Regions from separate parts of the Rattus norvegicus genome. Here all the other regions are linked to region 3. A link is a contact called in public Hi-C data. All regions are on one chromosome and are shown on one strand. Each heading gives the region's core, a stretch centred on a gene start, on an enhancer-like site or on the middle of the called end of the contact. The rest is flanking DNA. Distances are from core to core; before and after follow the strand shown.

Region 1 (4,679 bases), core at 1,267-3,766, 180 kb before region 3:
TTGGCAATCCTGCCTCACCTCCCAAGAGCTGATAGTACTATTGTGAACCATCACACCTGAGTAAATATTTTATCAAGTGTTACAAAGAATCAGAAAATACTTCCTAATTAGCTGTCATAAGAGATTTGAAATAATATTTTATTCAAAAAGTAAACCTAAATTTAATCAAGCCTCTAGATTCATGAACTCATGTACAGGTAAAAACACAAAAACAAATTAAAAGTATTAAAGTTATACTATGCAACAGAACCACTGGGAAACTTTTAAAGCCTCCTAATAGTTGAGTAGCCAAGGTGAACTGAACCAGTGGGTCACAGGCTTCTGTATCTGAGAACTTACTGTGTGATCCAAAGTGCAACCAAATTTGAGAACTAAGAAGCTAAAGATAAGATTTTCCTTTCAAAGTATCAGTAGAATAAAGCAACTGATGTGAGAATAATGAAAACCAAGTTCTCCCACAAATAAATGTTACTTTTAAAGAGAAAGCAAAGGGAAGGTGGACTATCAAGGGACAGCGACTCTATACATACTACGTAGTTTAAATATAGTATGTTTTAACTATAAAAAGATACCTGTGGGTCAATCAGGAAAGTATGAATGCAATATTAAGGAATTACTGTCAATTTGGCTCACGATAGTATGTCTAAATTAAAGTTCCTACTTTATAACACTGCTGTGCCTACAGATGAAAGGATTTGATGTCTTGGCCTCTAGTTTTCTGTAAAAAGAATGAAAGGAAGAAAGGGGAAGAAAAGCAGGAAAAGAAAGGAAAAGGGAGGTAGATGGGGACAGATGGAGGAAAGGGAAGAAAAGGGGAAAGGCAGGTAAGTCATGACTGAAGACGATTAAAAGTTTATGGCTGAATGGTGGGCCTACTATTACAGGTGAAATGAAGTTTCTCTCTGACTTACATTTAAACCTTTACTAATGTAATTTTAAATAGTAGACAAAATCCTATCTTCTTTCTTTCCTGAGTACAGTCCAAAGCATTTTGTTGGGGCCAAGGGAGGTAAGAGTAGATCTGAGGCTGAAAGGGAGTGGTGCTGTTGGGAGAAGCTGTAGGGAGAAAAATGAACACTGATACATTTTTAACAATCATTTCATGCACTCACGTTTCATCAGCCCTCCCATCTGGAGTCTCACTAACTGGGCAGAGTACAAAGGTACAGGATCAGAAGATTGTTTACCAACACAAGCATTTGCCAAATAAGTAAACCAAAGACAAGGTTTTTGTTTTTGTTTTTGTTTTTTGTTAAGTTACAAATAGACAAAAGAATGCTCCAGGGATCCCTGTACACCCTGAGGAGGTTAAAGACCCAAATTTCTTAAGAAAAAGAAGGAAGATGAAAGGATTTTCAAAGATCCCAAGGGCATCAACTCAATGACAATGGTCAACTGTATATGGTCAATATTAGCTTTAAACACCTGTAAAAAGAACAAAGGATGTTAGTGTGAACTCGGTTTCAGATCTATTGATCTCTAATCTACCACTGATCTACCTATCATCAGTCATATCTATCAACCATCCATGTGATTCTCAAGCTGGTGAGGATTCTTGCTGAGGGTCAGAAAGCTGGCAGGTTCGCAGCACCGAGCAAAACAGCAATGTCTGCTTACACCAGGGTCCTTATCCTTCTTCACTGTTAGATGCTCCTCCTGTTTCTCAAGCTCTTCCTCCCACTAAAAAAATAAAAATAAAATAAAAAAGGCATCCCCAAGATTTTAAAATTCTGTGAGTCTGAGCATCACAAGACACTACACAAAACAAAGTCTTTGCTGTGGGATAGGATCTTTTCCAGAATGTTTTATTTCCCCTCCTAAAATACAGAAGTCAGTCATTAAAAGAGAACTGGTAAATAGCTTTAAGATTCAAAAGACAACAGACAGTACCAAGGCTAATCAACGCAGAGAAAGTGCTGTCCTAGTTAGAAATAGCAACAGTAATAATAACAGCTATCTTAAAACACTGTGCAGATTACCCCGTGCCTGGTACTATTTTAAGCACCTCTGCACAAATGAAGCCATTTACTCCTCACAACAATCCAGTAAGTTAGACGATATTATTATCCCCTAAAATAGCAGAACACCGAAAGGTTAAGGGACTGGGAGAAGTCACCAAGTAGCAGAGGCCACATTCGACCAGGCAACCCGATTTCAAAGTTCTGGCTCTCTTCCAGTACCCCAGAATAAAGACCTTGGAACTGACCTTGTCTCCAGGAAAAGCAAAACTGTGACGTCTCCCATTTTCAAAGCTTAAGTACAAGACCCGAGAATCCCATCGCCAAACGCCCTGAGACTGACCAGACACCCGGAACCGGCCTGAGGCGAGGCGCCCGAGGCCCTGTCCGGCGCTCGGCCCAAGTAGCCACCGATTTTATTTTCCCGGAGCCATTAGGCCGCGGAGGAAGAGGTTTTGTCCCATCCCCACCACCCGCAAGCAGCCGGCCCCCGCGGGAGGACCGTAACAGGAGGGAACCCGAACCCACCCGCGAACGCAGCACCTCGTAGCACCCCGCAGTCACAAAAGTGTCGAAAGTCCGACCCCGGGGGGCGGGGCACAGAGCACTTCCGGCTTCTCTAGGCACCAGCGACACTCTATGATTCGCCTTCCCCCCCCCTTTCTCTCTATCCTCCACCCCCATTTCGTGGTTGCTTCGTAAAAAGACTTTTAAAAGTAGACTCACATCACTTTCTCTCCTCCTTTTATTTCCTCCAATCTGTCCCCTCCTCTTCGTGGTTGCTTCGTAAAAAGAGTTTTAAAAAGAAAAATTTTTAACTGAAGTAGAATTATATCACTTTCCCTCCTCCTTTTCCTCCCTCCAGTCTTTTCCCCTACCCTCACTCTCAAGCTGATAGTCTTTTTTCTTTATTATTGCTATATTCAGGTGTGTGGGTGTGCACGAGCAATATATATATACACACACACACATATATATGTATGTATATATTCGTATATATTCTACTGGCTAAGTTGTTTTTATTGTTGTTTGTGTGTATATGATTTCAAGGTTTCAAAGCTGCATTGGACAACTAATAAGAGGGCTCACCCCAGGAAGAGACTAATTCTCTATTTCCCAGCAGTCAGAAGTTGCCAGTAGTTCTTTGGTTTGGTGTGGCCCCCTGTGAAATTTTATCCCCTTTCAAATTAATGATATTGACATTGCCTATTGATATTGCATTATTTCAGTCTTGTTATGCAGTCACTTCTCGGAGGCACTGGTTCACAGTTGGCTTCCTTGGATTCTGGTTCTTACAATCTGTTTTTGCCTCTTCTTCTTCCGTGTCCTCTGAGCCATAGATGCAGGAGACATGATGTAGATGTATCTTTTGAGGCTGGGACCTCCATGAGCTGTCGATCCAGATGGGTTTTTAGTGATGGTCTCTGTTTGTTGTAAAGAGAGGCATCTCGGATCAGTGGTGGTAGCTACATTATCCAGGAAAGATGACGCTAGCACCAAGAGACTTTCAAAACGTGATTTTTTTTTTCAAGGACAACTAAAGGAAGATAGCAAAAGAATGAGTCCTTGTATAGTTTGACATCTCTATAATGTCAAGAAAAAGGAAAATTATATTTGCTGTATCATCACAAAGAAGTCCTAGGGAAATGAATAAAAAAATGTTTGTTTAGAAACTGAATGAAAAAGAAATAAAAGTGAGGGAAATGTTTTTTAAAATTTACTAATTGCACTTTTTTTTTCATTTTTTATGCCTAACCATTTATTTTTGTCCAAAAATAGTGAAATTATATATTTCAAATTCCAAATGTAAATGGCTATGAACTAGCAGTGCTCTACTTTCTTCCTCATTTTTTCTCCCCTATCCACCCACCCACTCCCTCCCACCTCCCCACCCTGACATTCCCCTACACTGGGGCATCAAGCCTTGACAGGACCAAGGGCTTCTCCTCCCACTGATGCCCATCAAGGCCATACTCTGCTACATGTATGGCTACAGCCATAGGTCCATCCCTATGTACTCTTGGGATGGTAATTTAGTCCCTAGGAGCACTGGGGTGGGGGTCTGGTTGGTTGATATTGTTGATCTTATGGGGTTGCAAACCCCTTCAGCTCCTTCAGTCCGTTCTCTAACTCCTCCACTGGGGACTCCGTTCTCAGTTCAATGGTTGGCTGCTAGCATTAGTCTCTGTGTTTGTAAGGATCTAACCAAGCCTCAGGAGACAGCTATATCAGGCTCTCGTCAGCATGCACTTCTTGGATCAGCAATATTGTCTGGGTTTGGTGTCAGTATATGGGATGGATCCCCAGGTGGGGCACTCTCTGGATGACCTTTCCTAATGACACTTTCTAATTAAAATATTAAGTATAAATAAATAGGACCATTCTGAATGACTTTTATAGAAAATCCAAGATAATTTAATCTTCAACTTATACTTAACAAATTTAGCAAAGCTACTAAATTTTCAAAATTGATATTGATAACAAGCACAAATAACGAACATTGATTTCATAACAAGCACAAATAACGAACATCACCTAAAAACGATAATCACTACAGTAGCAAGAAAATATAAAAGAGGCCTCAACAGAACCATAAGGCTTTATTTATTAAGGAGAGATAGTTGAGAGGCAGAGAAGTTAGCTCATTCCTATAACCCCAGCTTGTGGGACGCTGAGGAGAAAGAATCACTTCAAGTTACGGCTCCAAGTTCCAGACAAGCA
Region 2 (4,614 bases), core at 1,094-3,593, 210 kb before region 3:
TCCATTTGGATGGAATTTTATGAAGGGATAATGTTGCATCTTTCTTCTTTACCAGAAAGCCTCTGGCTAGTTAGCTGATAAAGCTTGCAGAGTCATTTATTAACAATGTTTCATTCATAGCCTCAGAAATGTGACCTAGATATTATTCTTTTGATCAGTAACCAGAGTCTTGCTGTTTCAATTCTTGATTATGAGGGGGAGGGGAGCCCATTCCTAATACCATCTAGGCCTGCAATATCTACCTTGTGTGAATTGATGATGCTAAGGAAAAACCAGCCACGTTTGTGTTAGATCTATAAGACTGATTGAGTGATTAGAACTTAGTCAGTTGTAGAGTTTTAAAGTTTCAGGTCTAGAGACAAATTGTCCTTTGCTACATTTAGCTCTCTTTATAACCATTCATTGTCCATCCATGTGTCTGACTTAATGACCTGCTGCTTGTTAGGTAAATCTCTCTCAAATGTACTAACAGATCACCTGGTTCCACCAATCAAAAGGTAAGACTTGAATTCCCTCTTCTTTCTCTCTCCTCCAGCTGAGCAAGATGCCCAAAGGAAAGAAGGCCAAGGGGAAGAAAGTGGCCCCGGCCTCCGCGGTGGTCAAGAAACAGGAGGCCAAAAAAGTGGTCAATCCTTTGTTTGAGAAAAGGCCCAAGAACTTTGGCATTGGGCAGGACATCCAGCCCAAAAGAGATCTCAAATGGCCCTGCTACATCAGGCTGCAGCAGCAAAGAGCTATCCTTTATAAGCGGCTCAAAGTACCTCCTGCCATCAACCAGTTCACCCAGGCCCTGGACAGGCAAACAGCGACTCAGCTGCTTAAGCTCGCCCACAAGTACAGGCCAGAGACAAAGCAGGAGAAGAAGCAAAGGCTGCTGGCCCGCGCTGAGAAGAAAGCTGCTGGCAAAAGGGACGTCCCACCTAAGAGAGTGCCTGTCCTCCAAGCAGGGGTCAATACAGTCACCACCTTGGTGGAGAACAAGAAGGCTCAGCTGGTGATGATTGCCCATGATGTAGATCCCATTGAGCTGGTGGTTTTCCTGCCTGCCCTTTGTCGAAAGATGGGGGTGCCCTACTGCATCATCAAGGGAAAGGACAGGCTGGGGCGCCTGGTCCACAGGAAGACGTGCACCACTGTTGCCTTCACACAGGTGAACTCAGAAGACAAGGGTGCTCTGGCTAAGCTGGTGGAAGCTATTAGGGCCAATTATAATGACAGATATGGTGAGATCCGCCGCCACTGGGGAGGCAACGTCCTGGGTCCTAAGTCCGTGGCTCGTGTTGCCAAGCTGGAAAAGGCAAAGGCTAAAGAACTTGCCACTAAACTGGGTTAAATGTACACTTAAGTTTTCTGTACATAAATATAATTACAAAATTTAAAAAAAAAGATAAGACTTTTTCAGATAACTATAATTTACATTTCTACCTAACTTACATTTTCACCAATTTTTTTTTAAGTTGTCTTGATTTACTACTTTCTTTTGTTCTGGCTATCTAAATCAATGTTCCTAAGCCACACTCCACATATATTTTGCTCGATAATAAATTATCACTATCTTTGAGAGCTTATATTTGGATTTTGGTTATCCTCTCCATGTCCATTAGCTCCCTAAGAACAGGGAGAAGACTTCCAGAACACAGAATGTTCTGGTACAATAAGACCATTCATCACTATTCTTTTTCAGGGCTTTTTTTTTTTTTTACTCTCCTTTTAAATTAAAAACTAATATATATATTCCTAGAAATAGTTGTGTTTATTGGGATGCCATAGTTGCAAACATATTTAAGAAGCGCTGATTACTTTGTTGAGTTTTTCTACCCAAGAAAGCGTATTGCTTCCTATTTATGTTCGTATTTGGCTTTTAAAGAGTATTTTAAAGTTGGCCCCAAGTAAATGTGGCATATCTCTTGTACTTGAATTTTTTTGTTGTTGCTTGTGTAGCTGTGGCCTTTTCATTCACACTCGTACTTATGAAGGCTGCTTTTAGTGTTCATAGTATCTTGTTAAGTTACTAAATTATCCTTTTAATATATTTCTCCCATTGACCATTCAGGCTTTTCAAATTTATGCTCATATTATCAGCATAAAGTAAGGCCACTTGAGAATTATTGAAAAGGTCGTCAAAACTCCACAGGTTAGGTTTGAGGAGACTATCCACACTGGGAAGCATAGCTAAGTTGGAAAGGATCCAGGAGAATGTGTCTCGGAGATACCGAAAGAGAAACGCAAAACCAGACAGGGACAGGAATACTCTACATCGCGATTGGCTCAGTACGCTCAGACCGAAAACCCTAACTCCTCTCGCAGGGACAAGGACAAACCACTGAGTAGCATTCCGTGGCTCCCTAGAGTGGCTCCAGGAGCAACCGGGTTCCACCGCTTCCGGCCTTTGTGGCTGTCCGCGATAGCTTCCGGTTCCTGGGCGAGCTGGGTTCTCTTCTCGGCGCAGGAGCTACGCGGTGAGCGAGCTCGTGCTCCAGGCTAGGGGAGAATGCTCGCTGCTACTTAGACTCGTTCGTAGAAAGAGGTTGGAAGCCAGGGAAAGGCCACCAGGGCCGCAGTGCGGTCGCCTACGGGTACGCCTGGGGCGCAGAGCCGGTCGGGACCTAGGCACGCTGCAGAACCTGTTAGGTTTAGAATTACAGAAGTGGAGGGGCAGGAGAAAAGCGGTGACTTCTCCATCTTTTAACCTTTATGAATGATTAAGTCTCAGCTAAAGCCAGTTCGCGAGACTGTATTGTGTATATATGATTTGTATCAGGTATGCAGAAATTTTTCAAAAGCAGCATGGCAAGAGTAGCCTATTCTTGTACTCTTCCCGTTATCTTTTGTGGTATCTCACACGGTAGGCAGCACTTCCCCAACGCCATCCGCTCATTCTAAATTTTTTTGTTTTTATTTCAGTTAGTTGTGGTTTACTTTAGGAGTTAGTGGAGGTAAGTTTCTTACCAAACTTTACTCCCTAAAGTCCTGAAACAATTTGACGTCTTTGTCACTTTTGTCTATTTTTGTGAAAGTTCGTGTACTTCCAATCAATAAGAATAAATTAATGGGAGGACAGTCTTTCAACTCTCCCACTTAAATCTTAAGAGTATGTGCCATTTGCTTATTGTAGTTTGTATTAGTAATGATGACTTATCCCTTAGGTCTACTCGGTAAGAAAATTTACCAAGGAGTTATTACTTGAAACACTGATAAATCTTTTATATAGCTATGATGGCATCCACTAACGATACCAAGATCTGTAAGAACCAAGATGGACTTTTGGAAATAAAAATGGAGGAAGAGTGTAAGTATACCACCAGACAAGTTAGGAACCTCCAAAAGAACACTTATAACAGAGACGTCTTCCGAAAATACTTCAGACAGTTTTGCTACCAGGAAACATCTGGACCCCGGGAGGCTTTGAGCCGACTCCGGGAACTTTGCCATCAGTGGTTGCGACCAGACATGCACAGCAAGGAGCAGATCCTGGAGCTGCTGGTGCTGGAACAGTTCTTGACCATCCTGCCTGAGGAGCTGCAGGCCTGGGTGCAGGAGCAGAATCCTGAGAGTGTGGAGGAGGTAGTGACTGTGCTGGAGGATTTAGAGAGAGAACTAGATGAACTAGGATACCGGGTAAGAAAAAAGAAAATGTGGGTTCTGTTTCCTAAACTCAATTGTGAAGTATGCCACTAGTTTACAAAGCTTATTGACATTTAGGTGGCTCCAAGGGGAACTTTGGTTTCATGGAAATTTGAAGTTGAACTTGTATGTTACACATCCTACCTAGCCTTGTGCTTGTAATCTTCCTGTCTCACATTCTTAATGCTGAGATTACAGGTATACACCTCTACTCCTGCCTGGTCTTAGTCTATTTATACCTTTTTGTCAGAGGGATTGTATATTTCTGTGCTAAGTTACAAAGTTATGTCTGATGAATTAGTTAGAAACACAGGCGTATACTACAGAAAGAAGATACTAGAAGGAGCAGTTATTAGAGAGATGGTGGTGATAGGTTGGAAAACAGCTTCTTGTAAAGTATATTATGTAATATAAAACAAGTAACTAAGAAGTAGGTTTTGAGCTGGGCAGGAGCACGTGCCTGTCAGCTCGCACTCGGGTGATGGAAGTAGATAGATTGTGAGTTTGAGGATAACCTGGGCTCTATTGAAAGATCCTGTCTCAAAAATAACAAGAGCTGGAGATGTGATTCTGTGCTAGAGGACTTGTTTAGTATGTTGAAGGACCTGTGCTTAATCCACAGAACTTTGATAGCTATGTGCACGGTTATGGGGCTATTAATATTCCCAAGTAGAAACATTGGTGGTGAATACCAGCTGGTAATCCCTCTTTCTCCAGATCTGTTAATGGACAGCAAAACTTCAGTATAGTGAATTTGAATTCTTCACCAGTGCTAGAGTGGGACTTGTCACCCTGGCATTTTAAGAAATGCCACCTATGCTATTAGCAAGCTCAAAGAACTCTTGGCTGGCCAAGCTTAGATGGGATCTTTAGTTGGTTTGTTAGTGCCCTATCTGGAAGGAAAAGAAGCTTGCTCATATCTCCCCAGGAAAAGTCATTCAACATATATTCACTGCCCTGATTTCTGCATCAAACAGTTAAAAGATGGAG
Region 3 (4,905 bases), core at 694-3,193:
CTTTCTTTGTGGGGAGTATGTACACTAATGGTTTCTGTTCTTGTGAATATATATACATATACATGTATACACACACACACACACACACACACACACACACACACACACACATACATCCCTTGCTAGGGCTGCAGTGATGACTTCTCCTTGATTTTGGTTTTGCTTTTCTTAATTCATGTGTCATAATACTACTAATTGTCTTCAAAAAGGATGCCTTAGGTAGTATCTATAAATGTAACTTTATTTGCAGACAGTAGGTATACATAGATATAATCAAATTAGCAAGAAGTTATAACTGGATAAGATGGGTCCTCAATCCAGTATGGCTGGTCTACTGTTAAAAAGGCACAGGGGTCTGCACAACAGTTCAGGAGGTAAAGGAACCTGCTGCCAAGTTTACTTCCCCAGGACCCACATAGTAGAGTAGACTGACTCCTCCGATTGTCCTCTGACCTCTACTAGGGTAATGTGGTATGAGTGGACCTTACCCATCCTCCCCAAACAAAACAAAATTCTCTCTATAATTCAGGCTGTTTTCAAACTGATTTCCCAACCTTAGTCCCCCAAGTACTGCATGCAATTAATTACAGGCGTGTATCAAAATACACTGCCACTTCCATTCTCCCCTCTAATAATCTGGTGTGTACACACTGCAGTGTTGGAAAGTACCCATAGATAAACACTGGTCCTTGCATATCATCCTTAAAGAACATCCAGTCAGGATGATTGACTTATGAACATAAAGGCAACAGTCTTAGGCTTCATTGAAAATGTTAAAGCCTTGACAACTAAGAAAGGCACAACTCAACTTAATAATGGCTTTTCAATAGATGTTGGAGACGTTTTCTTTCAGATTAATTAAACTTGAGAAATGTCTGAGAACTGAATACAAACCAGGAATGAGAATCTCCAGGTTTTAGAGATCAAGGAAAAGTAAATGAAACAAACATGCTTTGTAGTTATCTGAAATGGCATTCATTCAATTTTTTTTCGTTTTGGAGATTTTAAGTTATTTTAATAAGGCTTAAGCATGAGGGTTAGGAGAAAAGGCACTCAGGAGAGGGCCGGACACACAGTGTGGGTATGGACTTCCCAAGGAATGCTTTTAAGACTTACATTTTTATATTTAACTACAAGGAACTCAAAACGTGCATTCACTAAAAGAAATGACTGCTGCATAACAATACTTCAGTGGATTTGTCAAATAAAAAGAAGTATGTTGTCAGGTAGTGGTCAACACCTTAGCAATCTAAGTCATGAATGACTTAAGTTTTGGAAATGGGAACTCACCGAGTTTTCAAGCATCTATTATCAGTAGCTTTAATAAATTAGGCAAGCAAAGTATTCTGAATAAGGTTTAATTTTGTTACCCCGGGATTACTTAAAGTACTTCTTTTGCAAATAACTGTTCAGCCATCACATCAATCATTTTCTGAATACAGTTCTTTTATGGGTAGAAAAAAAAAAGGAGTAATAAAAATCAAAGGTTTCCACGAGGGGCAGAGATTTCAAAAGAAAAAAAATATTATCTTTAAAAAAATGAATTTTGAGACCGGTCTACAAAATTGCCGAGTAGAAACAGTTGGTACACCGGCCGGCTTTACAAGTAAGAGCGAGTGCAAAATTATACAAGATGACTGGCGATGAAAAGAGCCATCCGTGGGAAGTTGGGGCCAGGAGTCAGCTTGCTCAGCTGCCGCAGGCCCTGGGCCGACCCGCTCCCCGCGCTCGGGCCTCCGCTGCCCGCGCGCCCCTGCTCGGCCCAGCGCACTCACCGAGAGCTCCCCACGCTGCCCGAGGGCGGGAGGCCGCACAGCGCGGACCAGGAAGCGCGCGAGGAATCGCGACCGACACCGAACCCGAGCGGGACCCCCTCCAGCCGCTAACTTCCAAACCCTCGGAGCCTCAGAGTGGGCCAGCACGCAACTTGCCCCACAGCCACTTCCGGAAGCTCTCTAGGAAGCTCGGAGGTCTGACAGCTCTATGGTAGGCCCGCAAAGGGCCGGAGCGCTGCCAGCAGCACCAGGTGGAGGGCTATGCTGGACATCCTGAGGTGTGACATAGCTTTAAGTCACCTAAGCTTTTGCCTAGCTAGCTTATGGTTTCAGGTGACAAGGATAAAAGTTGGGTGGCTGATCGCAGACCCAGAAGCCTGGGCTGAGCTCAGGAGTATACCCACCAGATTTCTCTATTCTTCGTATTTTTTTCTCCATCTTTATTAAATTGGGTATTTCTTATTTACATTTCAATTGTTATTACCTTTCCCGGTTTCCAGTCCAATATCCCCCTAACCCCTCCCACTCCCCTTCTATATGGGTGTTCCCCTCCCCATCCTCCCCCCATTACCACCCTCCCCCCAACAATTCCGTCACTGCGGGGGTGGGGAGGTGTTCAGTCTTGGCAGGACCAAGGGCTTCCCCTTTCACTGGTGCCCTTACTAGGCTATTCATTGCTACCTATGAGGTCGGAGCCCAGGGTCAGTCCATGTATAGTCTTTGGGTAGTGGCTTAGTCCCTGGAACCTCTGGTTGATTGGCATTGTTGTTCATATCTTTATTCTTCTTAGATACATTGTGCTTTCCCGTTAATGTTTCACTCCAAATTCTGAACCTACACTGGGTAGGAAAATTTAAACCTTTATAGTTCTTAGGAACAGTTTTATATTTATAAAGTTTCTACTGACCAATGCTTTTTCTTTGACTGTGAGGTGTTCTCAGTCTCCAGATACTTATGATTGGAAACAACTTATACAAAATAACCAGAGCCCTAACTTAAAATTTAAAGAGGATAATGATGGAAAACAATGAACACTGGTTTACTTTTTAGTGTCAAAGACACTTTTTATCTGTTTCAACTTGTCAAGACAGAGATGGTGAATATCATTCTCATCTAGAGGAAATGAGGCAAAGGACATTTGAATGTCTTACCTAGTGCCATATAAACAAATGGCCAAGCAATGAACTAAAACGGAAGGTAGATATTCAACTAGGAATTGTAAAGCTTGGGTCACAAGTGAACCATGGAAAGGGTTACTTTTTTTGTTTTGTTAGTTTAGATCAAGTCTCTCTGTAGCCCTAGCTGGCCTCAGGGCAAATCTCTTACCTTCCCAAGTGTTGGGATTTAAGCATAAACTAAGTGATTATAAATTTGGGATTATAAACAGAAGTCAACACAACAGGTTAAAGCCTTCTGAAGTTTATTCTTCTTTCAAAACAACTAAATTAAAATAAAAGAATGTTTGACTCATATTCTCTGCTTTTTAAATGATGACTGAAGTTTTGTCCAAATTAAGGACACTTGTGGTTTCTAAGGTAGATTCTGCTAATCCTGGACATTAAAGAGTTTTGGTATTTTTCTCTTTTTAGTAGAGCTTATTTATTATATAAATTCTCTGATATATAGTTAAAGCCTAACTTACACAGAGGTCTTCCACACTTGCTGTAGCCATAGGGTTTTAGCTAGATGGATTCTCTGATGTTGAATAACATCTCTGTGCCCACTGAGATTTTTCTCATACTCTGTACATTTATTGGACTTCACTCCAGTGTGTAGTCTATAATGTCCAACAAGATGTGATTGTTGAATGAAGCTTTTTCCACATTAATTTACATGAACTGGCTGGTTTTGTGTGTCAACTTGACATAAGTAGAGTCGTCAGAGAGGAAGGAGCTTCAGTTGAGAAGATGGCTCTATAAGATCCAGCTGTAGGACATTTTCTCAATTGATGATCAATAGGGGAGGCCCCATCCCACTGTGGGTGATGCCATCCATGGGTGGTAGTCCAAGGTTCTATAACATCAAAGGCTGAGCCAGGCAGGAGAAGCAAGACAGTAAACAGCCTTTTCCATGGCCGCTGCATCAGCTCCTGCTTCCAGGTTCCAGGCCTGCTTGAGCTACTGCCCTGACTTCCTTCAGTGATGGACTATGATCTGGAAGTGTAAATAAAAGGAAATAAACTATTTCTTCTCCAACCTACTTTTTGGTCATGGTGTTCATCATAGCAATAAAACCTTATGACAAATTGGTACTGAGAATGAGGTATTGCTGTGACAGACCTGACCATGTCTTGGGGAGAAATGTGGAAGGACTGGAAATTTAGGCTAGAAGAACCATTTAGTATTGAAACCTCAGCTTTCTGTAAGAGCTTGGAAGAGAATGTTGGGAGCAGTGCAGAAGACAGAGGCCTGGCTTGTGAAATTTCAGAGGGAAGAATAAAGATTCTATCTGGACCCTTTGCTATTTTGATTTAAGATTCTGTTCTTGTTAGGTACGGATGAAGACTCAGCTGGGATTAACAAGATACCAGAAGCACTAAAGTGAAACCTTTTGTGTTACTGAGACAATTGATGTTGGTTAACTGGAACTAAGGACTTAGCAGTGATTAAGATAATACCAGCATCACTGAGGCAAAATCTTCTGGGAAGTGTTTCCAGAGAGTACAGAGAAACTGTTCCAGAGGCAGTCACAGTCGTACCTTGTGCTGGCAGCCAGACTTGATAATGTGTAAGAGTCATCCAAGTGGTACTGGTTTTGAAATCGTGAAAGGGTTATGTAGAGCAGCTGAATCTTGGCACTGTGAAAGGTCAAGAAGCCATTGGTGAAGGTGCAGCCTCAGTGGCAGTTGAAGACTCAGGACTAAAGGGGTCATGTAAAGAAATTGGATGCATTTGAAGAGCTACACCACAATGTGAGTTCTCCTCTGAGCTATTACTGAAAATTTTGACACATTCATCACACGTTTATTGTCTTCTTTACCTCTGTCACCATTTTAATCACCAGTCATTTTCAACAGCGTTTTTGGACTTAGGACACTGAGAGAATCTTTTGCTGAGTCTGTTTATAATAACAAGAAACTACCTGTAGGCATATCTTGTGGAATGGCTCTTCATTCTCATTCCTGCTTTGA

Evidence for each region. Hi-C and Micro-C count contacts between places; a contact is called where the count stands out from the background.
Region 1: a Hi-C map of liver shows a contact between it and region 3, with 4 times the contacts expected there. The contact joins the promoter of Zkscan3 here to the promoter of Zkscan8 in region 3. A contact is called at or near these places in 4 of 12 Hi-C or Micro-C datasets (hepatocytes, liver and mammary epithelial cells).
Region 2: a contact with region 3 is called in a Hi-C map of liver, with 3 times the contacts expected there. The contact joins the promoter of Zscan12 here to the promoter of Zkscan8 in region 3. A contact is called at or near these places in 3 of 12 Hi-C or Micro-C datasets (frontal cortex, liver and mammary epithelial cells).

What each region holds. Positions count from the first base shown.
Region 1 is chr17:47,910,778-47,915,456 of GRCr8, reverse strand. It overlaps Zkscan3 (zinc finger with KRAB and SCAN domains 3), which reads right to left and starts at 2,516. Exons shown (of 6, transcript NM_001012053.2): 1 at 2,487-2,516.
Region 2 is chr17:47,946,659-47,951,272 of GRCr8, reverse strand. It overlaps Zscan12 (zinc finger and SCAN domain containing 12), which reads left to right and starts at 2,343. Exons shown (of 4, transcript XM_039096200.2): 1 at 2,343-2,459; 2 at 3,147-3,618. The coding sequence starts at 3,214.
Region 3 is chr17:47,732,158-47,737,062 of GRCr8, reverse strand. It overlaps Zkscan8 (zinc finger with KRAB and SCAN domains 8), which reads right to left and starts at 1,943. Exons shown (of 6, transcript NM_001100574.1): 1 at 1,776-1,943.